Linked DNA regions of Hordeum vulgare: region 2 is linked to region 1. The links are chromatin contacts, called in public Hi-C maps. All regions are on one chromosome and are shown on one strand. Each heading gives the region's core, a stretch centred on a gene start, on an enhancer-like site or on the middle of the called end of the contact. The rest is flanking DNA. Distances are from core to core; before and after follow the strand shown.

Region 1 (5,255 bases), core at 2,398-4,897:
CCTCTTTCTTTATCTTCACACGTGGTTCGTGCAAGCGTTCACAATTCTGCATTTAGGCATGGAGTAAAAATAGATGAAGTATTTTTGTTCCGGATTACATAAATAAATTATTACCTAGTTATTATAATAAATCATCTCACAAATATGCAAATATCAAATATTTTTTGTCATATCCAAGATAGTCATGTCCTCATCAGATACCATACAGATTGAACATATATTGTATGCCACGTGTAGAGGAGGACATTGTATTTGTTGGTTGGAGATTAAAATCGTGTTTATCTTGTTTGTCCTAACATGATCATTTAAATAAAAACTAAAGCAATATAACTTCTAATCAGGGGGCTAAAAATACTTCTCAATCGACATGAGCATATTCCCTCTCTACTCTACGTGTAGCACCCAACATGTTGTGTGTATGTTCTCCCTCTGTTAACTTTTGCTCTGCATATTAATTTTATTGTAAAGTTCTGTTAAATTTGTATTAAAAATGTCAACATCTACAATACCAAATAATTACAATATGAAAAGTTTACTACATGGTTGATCTAATGACATTAGTTTGGCATTGTGAATGACTGGACTCCCTCTATCTCATACTAATATAAAAGCGTTTTCGACACCATACTATTATAAAAATGTTATTATATTATGAAACAGTAGGAGTATTTTCTTACACTGTCAAGACAAATGATGCATTGGTCAGAAGTTTTTTCCATAATTAAAATATGACTTAAGACAACCTACTGTGCAAAGTAAAACACCCGAGGGAGTACCATGTACTTACTCGAGTGAAAATTGTCTAATGACTGGTCAAACTATACACACATATAAACAAGGAAATGTCTTTAAATCAACCGACTGACCCCACGATTCGTAAGCCTCCTTCAGCAATTGCCACACGTCCCTTGACCGAGCCTACGCGCCGCTTATCCATCTGCCTTATCCACGCAACAAGCGCACGACCACGCATTTTCTTCCTTGCCTCGCTTTTTTCTCTCATCCTACAGAATCCCTCTGTGTTCTCTCCTAGGCCCTCCTCCTTCCTCTAGCTAGATCGGGACCAAACGCCGGCGGTTGATGGTCCTCGTTGCTGCTGCTGCAAGCTTTCGGAGCTGCCACACAGCGCTCATTCCCATCTTTTTCTCTTCCCCATCTCTGCGAGTCACGCGAGAGGAGTAGAGGTGAGCTCCCGTGGCAGCTTCGAGGCGGTCAGTCGTCGTTACTGCCGGCGATGCGCCGCGACGCTCGACAATGACCATCTGCGCTGCGACGCAGCAACCTGCTGATGCTGCAAGTCATCGGCGGCAGAGCTGCATTGGAGCGCTCTCCGGGCCATTGGAGCTCCGCCGCGGCTGCGGTGCAGTGTCACCTGAGCTGCAGTGAAGCACGCCGGAGGGTGAGCCGCCAGAGTTGCACTGAAGCACGTCGGAGTTGCACCGCAGCACGCTGGAGGGTCGTCGAAACTTCGTCGGGGTTACAATGAAGCCGCCGGAGCTGCAGTGAAGCACGCTGGATGGTCGTCGAAACTTCGTCGAGGTCGCAATGTAGCGTCGGCGGGGTTGCAATGGAACGTCGACGACGCTGTCGATGCTGCCATGGAAGTGGTTTTGCTGATGCTAGCGTGAAAGCTACTGCATTGGGGTATAGAGAAGGAATATGCGTTGTGCTACGATCGAACGACCGCCTCCTTAAAATCGAACGGCTCACCAGACGGATGATTTTCTCAAAAAAATCATTCGACTAATTAATAACAGCTCCCTATAAACAATCAATGGAACCACCGAGCCAACTCCTCAACTCCACATGTCTGTCTCTCTCTCTCAACAAAGAAAAACTAGTTATGAGTTCTGCGTACGTCAGCTGGCTTCCCACAATACGTACAGTACTTACCCAAATGACAAATATCTAACGACCGGTTAAATTATTCACACGTACGTACAGGTGCCCCTAGTAGTTTAGTCATCTAAAATAGTCAAGCTAGTTTTGACACCGAGGCGGCCAATGAGTAGCTCACAGATGGCTCCGGGCCAGCCACAAGCTCTGCATTTTTCCCTCGGCTGCCAATGATCAACGACACCTCGAATGCTATCAAATGAAGAATTGCACGGTAGCAGCCAGCCCACCGGCTAGCTATCAACCTCGTCACGGTAGCAGGCCTGATCGTGACTAGCTAAAGCAGATCCGGTCAATAGTTAACAATCCCGGAAGATAGCATCAGCAGCACGCGCGGATGCTTCGTTAATCGCGTTCCTGGCGCTGCTTCCGTCGTGGGTTAACCGGCTAATCACCGTGTCGTTGGCGCTTGTAGTTGAACGGGATGTTATCGGTATGGGGTTGGTTTTTGCCGCCTGTGCCCAGATGATGACTCGACGCATGGACTAGAGCTAGCCGCTGCTTCTTGCTGGGGTGCTGTTGCTACTTGCTAGCCCACCCGAAGCCTGGCCTCCTGCCGCGTGCCGGATATAATCTACTGCACTGGTGAATAGTTTGTGTACAGATCCGACGGGTGACGCGTCGACGTTTCGTGCGTACTATGATGACCCGGTTTAATCTGCTAGGCGCGGCATGCAAAACGTCGCGCTGTTTCTGTGGATATCTACGATCAATCAAACGACGAGCTTGATCTCGAGTTGTTAATGGAAGGAAAACAGCTAGCCTGTGATCCGTCTACTGGCAGAAAATTCTATCAGATTTAAAGGTTTGAGCGTATTGCAAAAAGAAAATAAAAATGATGTGGTAACTTTTTTTTGCAACAGAAGTCTCGTTATAATTTAATATTTTTTATAACGAAGGTCTTGTTGAATTTTTTTTATAACACGGGTCTGTTATAATTTTCTTCTACAACAAAGACCTTGTTGTAGAAACTCATGTAGGAGACAACGAGCAGTGACCACGCTGATCGAAAGAAAGGCCAGTCCTCCCTCGGGGTGACGGCTAACGCAGCTCCCTGCGGCAAACATGGACGTCGGTGCTCCCTCGAGACAATGGGACGCAGCTTGAGTTCAGGCCCACAACAACGGCTGACCTTCATGATGAAGGTGGGCGGCAGCGACGACCGCACACCGACGCGGCGTGATGTCGTCGGCAAGCGTCGGCAACGACGGCGGTCGAAGCAACGTGAGAAGAGCTAGGGAGCAGCATGAGTGGTGGTTACTATATATCATGGGGATATAAATCCCGCAATGCATCCGTTTTATTACGGAGAAGAAGTTTACAACAATTACTTAGACGCAAAAACTAGTCTAGGTAATATGTTGCTTCTAACCATCCGATTGAAATGTGATCCAACGGTAATACGTTGCTTCTAACCATCCGATTGAAATGTGATCCAACGGTTACAAAGACGACCGACGCAGGATGGTTATCTGTCGGCTGATCCCAATGATTTCCTTCTCTTTATTATTATTATGCAGCAGCATTCTCAAGTTCTTGAGGAGTGGTAACTTGGGTGTTTGCATCAGCCAAGTTTGTTATTGCTTTTTAATAGTAGTAGCAAACAATCCATGATAAGATTTGTTAATAATGGAGGAAGAGGTCGTTAAGCAGCAGCCCATGTCACTTGCGTCCCCACGCACGTCAGAGCAACATGCCTCTGCCTTTTCCTCGGGTGGACAGCTTCTCCGGCCAGCGAGCGAGACCTGTGTATATATAAACCACCGCCTACCACGGAGCCAACCAACACCAACAGGGCGACCAAAGCTCAATCAGCTCCGACTACCCAGCTACTGCCTGTCCGCCCGCTCTCAATTGCTCCATACTCTACACTAACATGGCGAGGGTTCACCCCAACATGGCGCCCGCGCCGGGCGCCGTCGACAAGGCGCCGGCCAACCCCGCCTCCGCAGCGGAGGGGCCGACGACGCTGACGGTGTGGCGCAAGTCGCTGCTCTTCGACTGCAAGGGGTTCACGGTGTTCGACGCCGTGGGCGACCTGGCCTACCGCGTCGACAGCTACGCCTCCGAGACCGGCGACGAGGTCGTCCTCATGGACGCGGCCGGCCGCCCCGCCTTCACCGTCCGCCGCAAGCGCTTCAGCCTGCAGGGCGAGCAGTGGCTGGTGTTCGCCGGCGAGGAGACGCGGCGGCCCGTGTACGCCGTCCGGCGGAGCGGCCGCGGCAAGACGATGGCGTACGTGACGGCGTGCGCGGGCGCGGGCGCCGGGCCGTCGTACGAGGTGGAGGGGTCCTACGCGCGGCGGAGCTGCGTGGTGTACGACGGCGAGCGGCGCGCGGTGGCGGAGATCATGCCCAAGGCGGTGGTCGGGACGGACGTGTTCCGCCTGGTGGTGCAGCCCGGCGTGGGCGTGTCGCTGGCCATGGCCGTGGTGGTGGCGCTCGAGCAGATGTTCTCCAGGCCGTCGCTCCTCAGGAGCTGGTCCACGTAGATTCTAGTTATAGTGAATTATAATTTGTTTGTTCATCGGAGTACGTCTCAATTTAGTCAAGCTTATAGCTTTTTTTTTCCCCTTGCAATCGATCAGTTTGGGGTTGGAATTGAGGCCGTGAGAGTCGATGGATCTGTGTGCGGGCATGAGAGCAAGCCCATCTGCTCGATGATGCCCCCCAAATCAATCGCATATACGTACTGCTAGTATATGGCCAATCGATGTCTTTTTTGGCCTGTCGTTGTGTATATATTCTTTCAAGAGAGTGAAATAAATATAAACAGTTCTTTTGCACATACGGTCCTCAGCTTCCGAATCTCAAGATAACATCTTGTCTTGTGCAGAGCGCTATCTTGATCTCTCTCATACGTACATACCACGATCATGTTACGTGGCTTGAGAATTTCTGGCATGTTTGATTCTCGAGCGAGATCGCCAGAGAGATCTAGACAGGGACACCGTCTCTAGTCTTATCTTTCTTCCACTTTCCCTGCTCCGTGGAAACATGGAATCATATTTTCGGAAACATTTCCGGCTGCGTTTCCATGTGGTGTGGACTGGCACTGCCAGGACCGCGACCCGTCCTCATCTTGGGACAAGAGGAAAGAAGAGAAGAGACGTGCACACCTGGGGTCTGAAATTCGGTTGGGTAACGGCGCGTCAGTCCAGCTGGGGGCTGTGGATGATACGTGTGCGATCGGCTGTGAATTAATGCAAGCTATCGATCTGCGCCGTGCAAAACTTGCTGTGGTTTTCTTGTGTTGTTTGTGTGTTTGCCTCTGGCTGGCTCACTGAATTTTTTGCCCGTGAGTCATGTGCTGGGAGTGGTCTGTCCTTCTCCTGTGACTGACTCTGAGGTTCGGGTTCG
Region 2 (5,269 bases), core at 570-3,069, 190 kb before region 1:
TGCACTACAGGTATCTCCGAAAGTGTTTTTTGGGTTGGTACGAATCGAGACTGGGATTTGTCACTCCGTGTGACGGAGAGGTATCTTTGGGCCCACTCGGTAATATATCATCATAATGAGCTCAATGTGACTAAGGAGTTAACCACGGGATCATGTGTTACGGAACAAGTAAAGAGACTTGTCGGTAACGAGATTGAACAAGATATAGGGATAGCGACGATCGAATCTCCAGCAAGTATCATACCGATAGACAAAGGGAATTGCATACGGGATTGAGTGAATCCTTGACATCGTGGTTCATCCGATGAGATCATGGTGGAATATGTGGGAGCCAATATGGGTATCCAGATCCCGCTATTGGTTATTGGCCGGAGAGGTGCCTCGGTCATGTTTGCATGGTTCCCGAACCTATAGGTTCTACACACTTAAGGTTCGGTGACGCTAGAGTTGTAATGGGAATTGTATATGTGGTTACTGAAGGTTGTTCGGAGTCCCGAATGAGATCCCGTACGTCACGAGGAGTTTCGGAATACTCCGGAGGTGAAGATTTATAAATGGAAAGTCCAGTTTCGGTCATCGGAAAGGTTTAGGGGTTTATCGTATTTTACCGGGACCATCAAAAGGCTACCGGGGGTCCACCTGTCCCGGAGGGCCACATGGGTCGTAAGTGGGAGGGAACCAGCTCCATGGTGGGCTGGTGCCAGCCACCAAAGAGGCCCAAGGCGCATAGGGCAAAAACCCTAGGGCATGGGGCTGCCTCCCTCCAACTTGGGAGGCAAGCCACCCCTAGGGCTCCTGCCGCCCCCTCCTAGGGTTTCCTAGGGTGGTCGGCCCCCTCTCCCCTTCCTCTTATAAATATAGGAGGGTTGGGAGGGCTGTGCACACCCCTGAACCCCTCCCCTTGGCGCAGCCCTAGCTCTCCACTTCTCCTCCTCCGTGGCGCTTGGCGAAGCCGTGCTGGAGAACCACAAGCTCCACCGCCACCACGTCGTTGTGCTGCCGGAGCTCTCCATCAACTTCTCCTCCCCCCTTGTTGGATCAATAAGGAGGAGATGTCCCCGGGCTGTACGTGTGTTGAACGCGGAGGCACTGTTCGTTTGGTGTTTGGATCGGATCGTCGCGAATACGACTCCATCGAACGCGTTCATAGTAACGGTTTCGCTTAGCGATCTTCAACGGTATGAAGATGCTCTCCCTCTCTCTTGTTGCTAGCATCTCCTAGATTGTTCTCGGTTTCAAAATTTGTTTCTCAAAAGGCAAAAAATGATTGTGCTTTAAAAATTTGTTCGCACTTTCAAATTTGTTCGGGGTTTTTAAAATTGTTCTCATTTTTCCAAATTTTGTTCTCAAGATTCAAAAAATGTTTGTCCTTCAAAAATTGTTCGCGCTTTCAAGTTTGTTCATGTTTTTAAAAATTGTTCTCGATTTCAAAATTTGTTCTCAAAATTCAAAAATTGTTCGTTCTTAAAAAATTATTCACGCTTTTAAATTTGTTTAGGGTTTTTCAAAATTATTCTTCTTTTCAAAATAAATTGTCAAGATTTAAAAAATGGTCATGCTTTACAAGATTGTTCACGCTTCCAATTTGTTCACGATTTTTCAAAAAATTTATTCAAATTCGATTTTTTTCTTCAGAAAAAATGTAAAAGGAAAAGGAAAGAAAAAAACGAACCACAAAAAATAAAATAAACAGAGAAGGAAAAACGTAAAAGAAAAAAAGAAAGAAAACAGGGCCGGGCTAGTCGGGCGCCCATGTGTGCGGCACAGGGCTGTCTGCCGTATTGAGCGGCAGGTAGAAGCTCCCATCGTTTTGACCCTAATCCTATCTGATGCTACAGGCGCGAGTTACAATTGTTTTTCCAACCCGTGCTTGAAGCAACCCTTTGCGAGCTTGGCCGGTCCAATTATTTTTTCTTATTTTGTTAAAACTAGAAAAAAGGTGCGAGCTGGGACGTGCAATTACCTTCTTTTCTGTTAAAACTGGAAAAAGGGTGTGAGATGAGCTGGTCCAATTGCTCTTTTTTCCGTAAAAATGGAGAAAACGGTGCAGTCTCCAATCATTTTTTTTTTCTTTTTCTATTACTAGCAAACATGCCCGTGCATAACAACAAAAGAGTAAATATGTTTTATCCAAGCAACTGTCCTTATTTCGATTCAACTTTAGTTATAACTCGTAATATTGATGGTGTGTACCTACAACCAAACTCTAATGACAACCAGTCGGCGTCGTTCAATACTAAGGAGGCTGTGTCTATAAATTAAGTCTAGTTAATAAAGTATAAATGTGTCACCGTCACATGAAGCGGATAAAACACAAATTAAGATCATATGTATCGTTTCCAATATTAATGTTCATGACGATCACAAGAACTATTCAGATATTTTCAAAATATATCTTCATGTACTTTCGATGTTCATGAATTTTATAAGTACATGCATATGCTATTAAAGTTATTTGTGTATTCATTATAAAAAATAGTTGTGTAGTCTCTTGGGAAGTACGCATGTGAACTTTGTTAAAAAATACATACGTAGGTTTTTTTTATCATGGGACATGTACGTAGGTTCCACCCAAAATAGAATTTAAAAAATAGTTAATAGATAAAATAACATTATATTCAGATTCTGAATTTTTTTCCTAATCATATTTCATATATAATATGTTTAAATTGGAGTTAGGATTTAAAAGATATGATTATTTTAAAAATAAATATTTTATAGACTACGGGTTGATTCACCCAAATTAGGGGGTATTATGTAAAATTTCAGAAAAACGATTCGTTGTCAATTAGAGTTGAAGTGCGGGTTGAATAGTATAAGGGTTTTATTATTTATGTCATTCATTGTATATCATTATTTAGTTTTACCAATAGGTATTTCAACTGCTTAAAAATGCCACTGGGCACCATTATTGTCATCTCATATCTCGTTTGTCATGTCATATTGACCAAAATACTTATAGGTCAGCTCTCCCTCTATTTCACTACCAAAAAGTGTGGGTCTGACTTGATCCCAACAACGTTTTTATTTTACTCTAAAATTATTCGTTTGCTTACTCCTTACTAGTGGGGTCCACACTTATTATTGTGAGATAGAGAGAACTGACATGTGGGTATAGAAGTATTCTATCATATAACATGGTCAACGAATTTGACCTAACAATAATTATATCTAATGGCGTTTTTGAGCAAACATCTAATGAATGATGACATTTTTGAGATACCTAATGACATTTTTGAACAAACATCTCATAGAACGATGTCATTTTTGAGCAGTTATAATTTTTAATGGAAAAATCGAATAATGGGACACAACTAGTGACATGTATACCTACTAATAAAAAAAATAGGTATTCTTAGTCCGTCATGCTATTTTATAGAAAAACCCTTTATGTTTTTGACATTAAACCCGTAATACATATTAAATATTTTTTTAAATACTCATATCTTCTCATACTAGGGAACTTTTTGCGTTTTATTGAAATGAATGAAGCGTGCATTTTTGTTTTGATTGAAGTGGAGGACGACCGTACTGTTTTTTTTTTGCGGGAAAAAATGAGCGTCCATAGGTGTGAGCTGGCGTGGGTGCGAGGAACCTAGCCGACACTGAACGTGCTGGTTAGGCAAAATCACTAAATAGAGAGTATTCATTTGTGACAAATAGCGCATTGTATGCGTGTCGTTTGTTGCCATCTGAGAGTTTTATTTTCTATATTCGTTATATTAAAATGCTTTATCTCTTAAACAGTGCGTCCAACTCGAAACAGCTCGAACTGTTTTCACCGTCCAAAAAAAGAAAACGCGTTTTTCTGTTTTTGACAGGCACGGCCGTGACTCCTGCCGAATCAAATCGGTGTCTCTCGAGGAAGGACAATGTATCTTTTCATGAAAAAAATTGTAATATTCTTTTCCGTTTAAATGCTGAGAAAGACTGATGAAAAACCGAAACAGAAAAAACTGAAAAAACCATCTAAAAACAGAAAATGTGTGCGAAAAAATAAAATAAAAATCCAAAAAGAAAACCCGCTTAAAACGTGACCCATGACAACGGTTGAGAATGCGCTAAGTGACAGCATCTGAGAACGGCCCTTGAAAGGCTTCAGAAGAAGCGTTCCTTAGATAATTGCTCCCCGGTTAGGAGCTTCCTCGGTTTGATGCTCGCAAGGGTCAAATAGAATATGCGCTCCAATGGGAGCGACTTAATGGATTTATAGTGGACGGCCCCTAAATTCCCTTCCCTTGCCTCTACTTTTTTTAACTATCCCACGCCCCTATGTTGATGTGTTGTTGTTCATTATATTCGCTAAAAACATTAGTGTTGTTCATAATGGAACGCAGAAACCAGTTGAAAAATAAATCTAAGAAAAAAAAAGGAGTAAAAAATAGGTAGAACAGATTAAGAATATGTTCATGATTTTTAACAACTTATTCGTGAAAGTTGAAAATGTTTGTAAACACTAAAAATGTTCGTGACAAATATACAAATACTCTTCAAATATTCATGGATTTCAATATAAAAATAAAAAACATAACAAAATCATCAAAAGAAGTATAGAAAAGCAGAAAAGCCAAACAAAAACCGACTGAACGCAACAAAAAGTGCAAATGGAGCCCGGGCTCCGGGGAGGACTTTAAAAAAACATATTTCCACATCACAAAAAAACTTAAGAAAAAGTATACATACACAAATACATATATAACACGTTAAGGAAAAAGTTCATAACAATACTCTTTTATACATGGCGTGTACAAAAAAAACACAAATGAAAATGGACCCTTTTTTTGTTGTTCTTGGACCGGAATTTTGTTATTTCTGTGTAGCTTGCAAAAAAAAATTAACGAAATTTTACAGGTCCACTGCAAATATGTATAAGTTTTCACATAATTATTTGTGGATTTTTTGAAACATAGAAATATCATTTTTGAATCTTTTGAAATACAGTCCTCCAATGCCCCGTCCACCAAAACTTCGCGCTCCTGAACGCAACCGGTACTCATCGCCTAATGATTCAACCAATGTCGCTCCTCGTGTGGGCGATTTTTATGGATTATGTACTATTCTTTGCTACGAGCCAAGAACTAGAGCAAGTAGTAGGCGCATTGCGAGCGTGTGCTATGCTAGACATGAAAACCATGTTGTGCACTTATGGAGGTGTGCTTCATGTCACGTCAAAACGTGTGATGCAAGCACCAAACGCACTACAAACTAGGAGCACAACTACACTTCCGCCTGGAGTACGAGTTGATTACAATAGGACATACAAGTATTG

The links. Hi-C and Micro-C count contacts between places; a contact is called where the count stands out from the background.
Region 2: a Hi-C map of leaf shows a contact between it and region 1, with 8 times the contacts expected there. The contact joins the enhancer-like site here to the promoter of LOC123440416 in region 1. A contact is called at or near these places in 2 of 6 Hi-C or Micro-C datasets (leaf and seedling).

Annotation. Positions count from the first base shown.
Region 1 is chr3H:526,920,145-526,925,399 of MorexV3_pseudomolecules_assembly, reverse strand. LOC123440416 (protein LURP-one-related 8-like) reads left to right here and starts at 3,647. Exons shown (of 1, transcript XM_045116984.1): 1 at 3,647-4,685. The coding sequence starts at 3,773. The coding sequence ends at 4,387.
Region 2 is chr3H:527,111,196-527,116,464 of MorexV3_pseudomolecules_assembly, reverse strand. No RefSeq gene overlaps it. Among protein-coding and RNA genes, the nearest start is that of LOC123440418, 150 kb to the left of the region's middle. Within about 2 kb of position 1,819, at least 1 of the 3 cell types and tissues checked has open chromatin away from gene starts, as enhancers often do. A contact at or near this core is called in leaf, where this site is marked.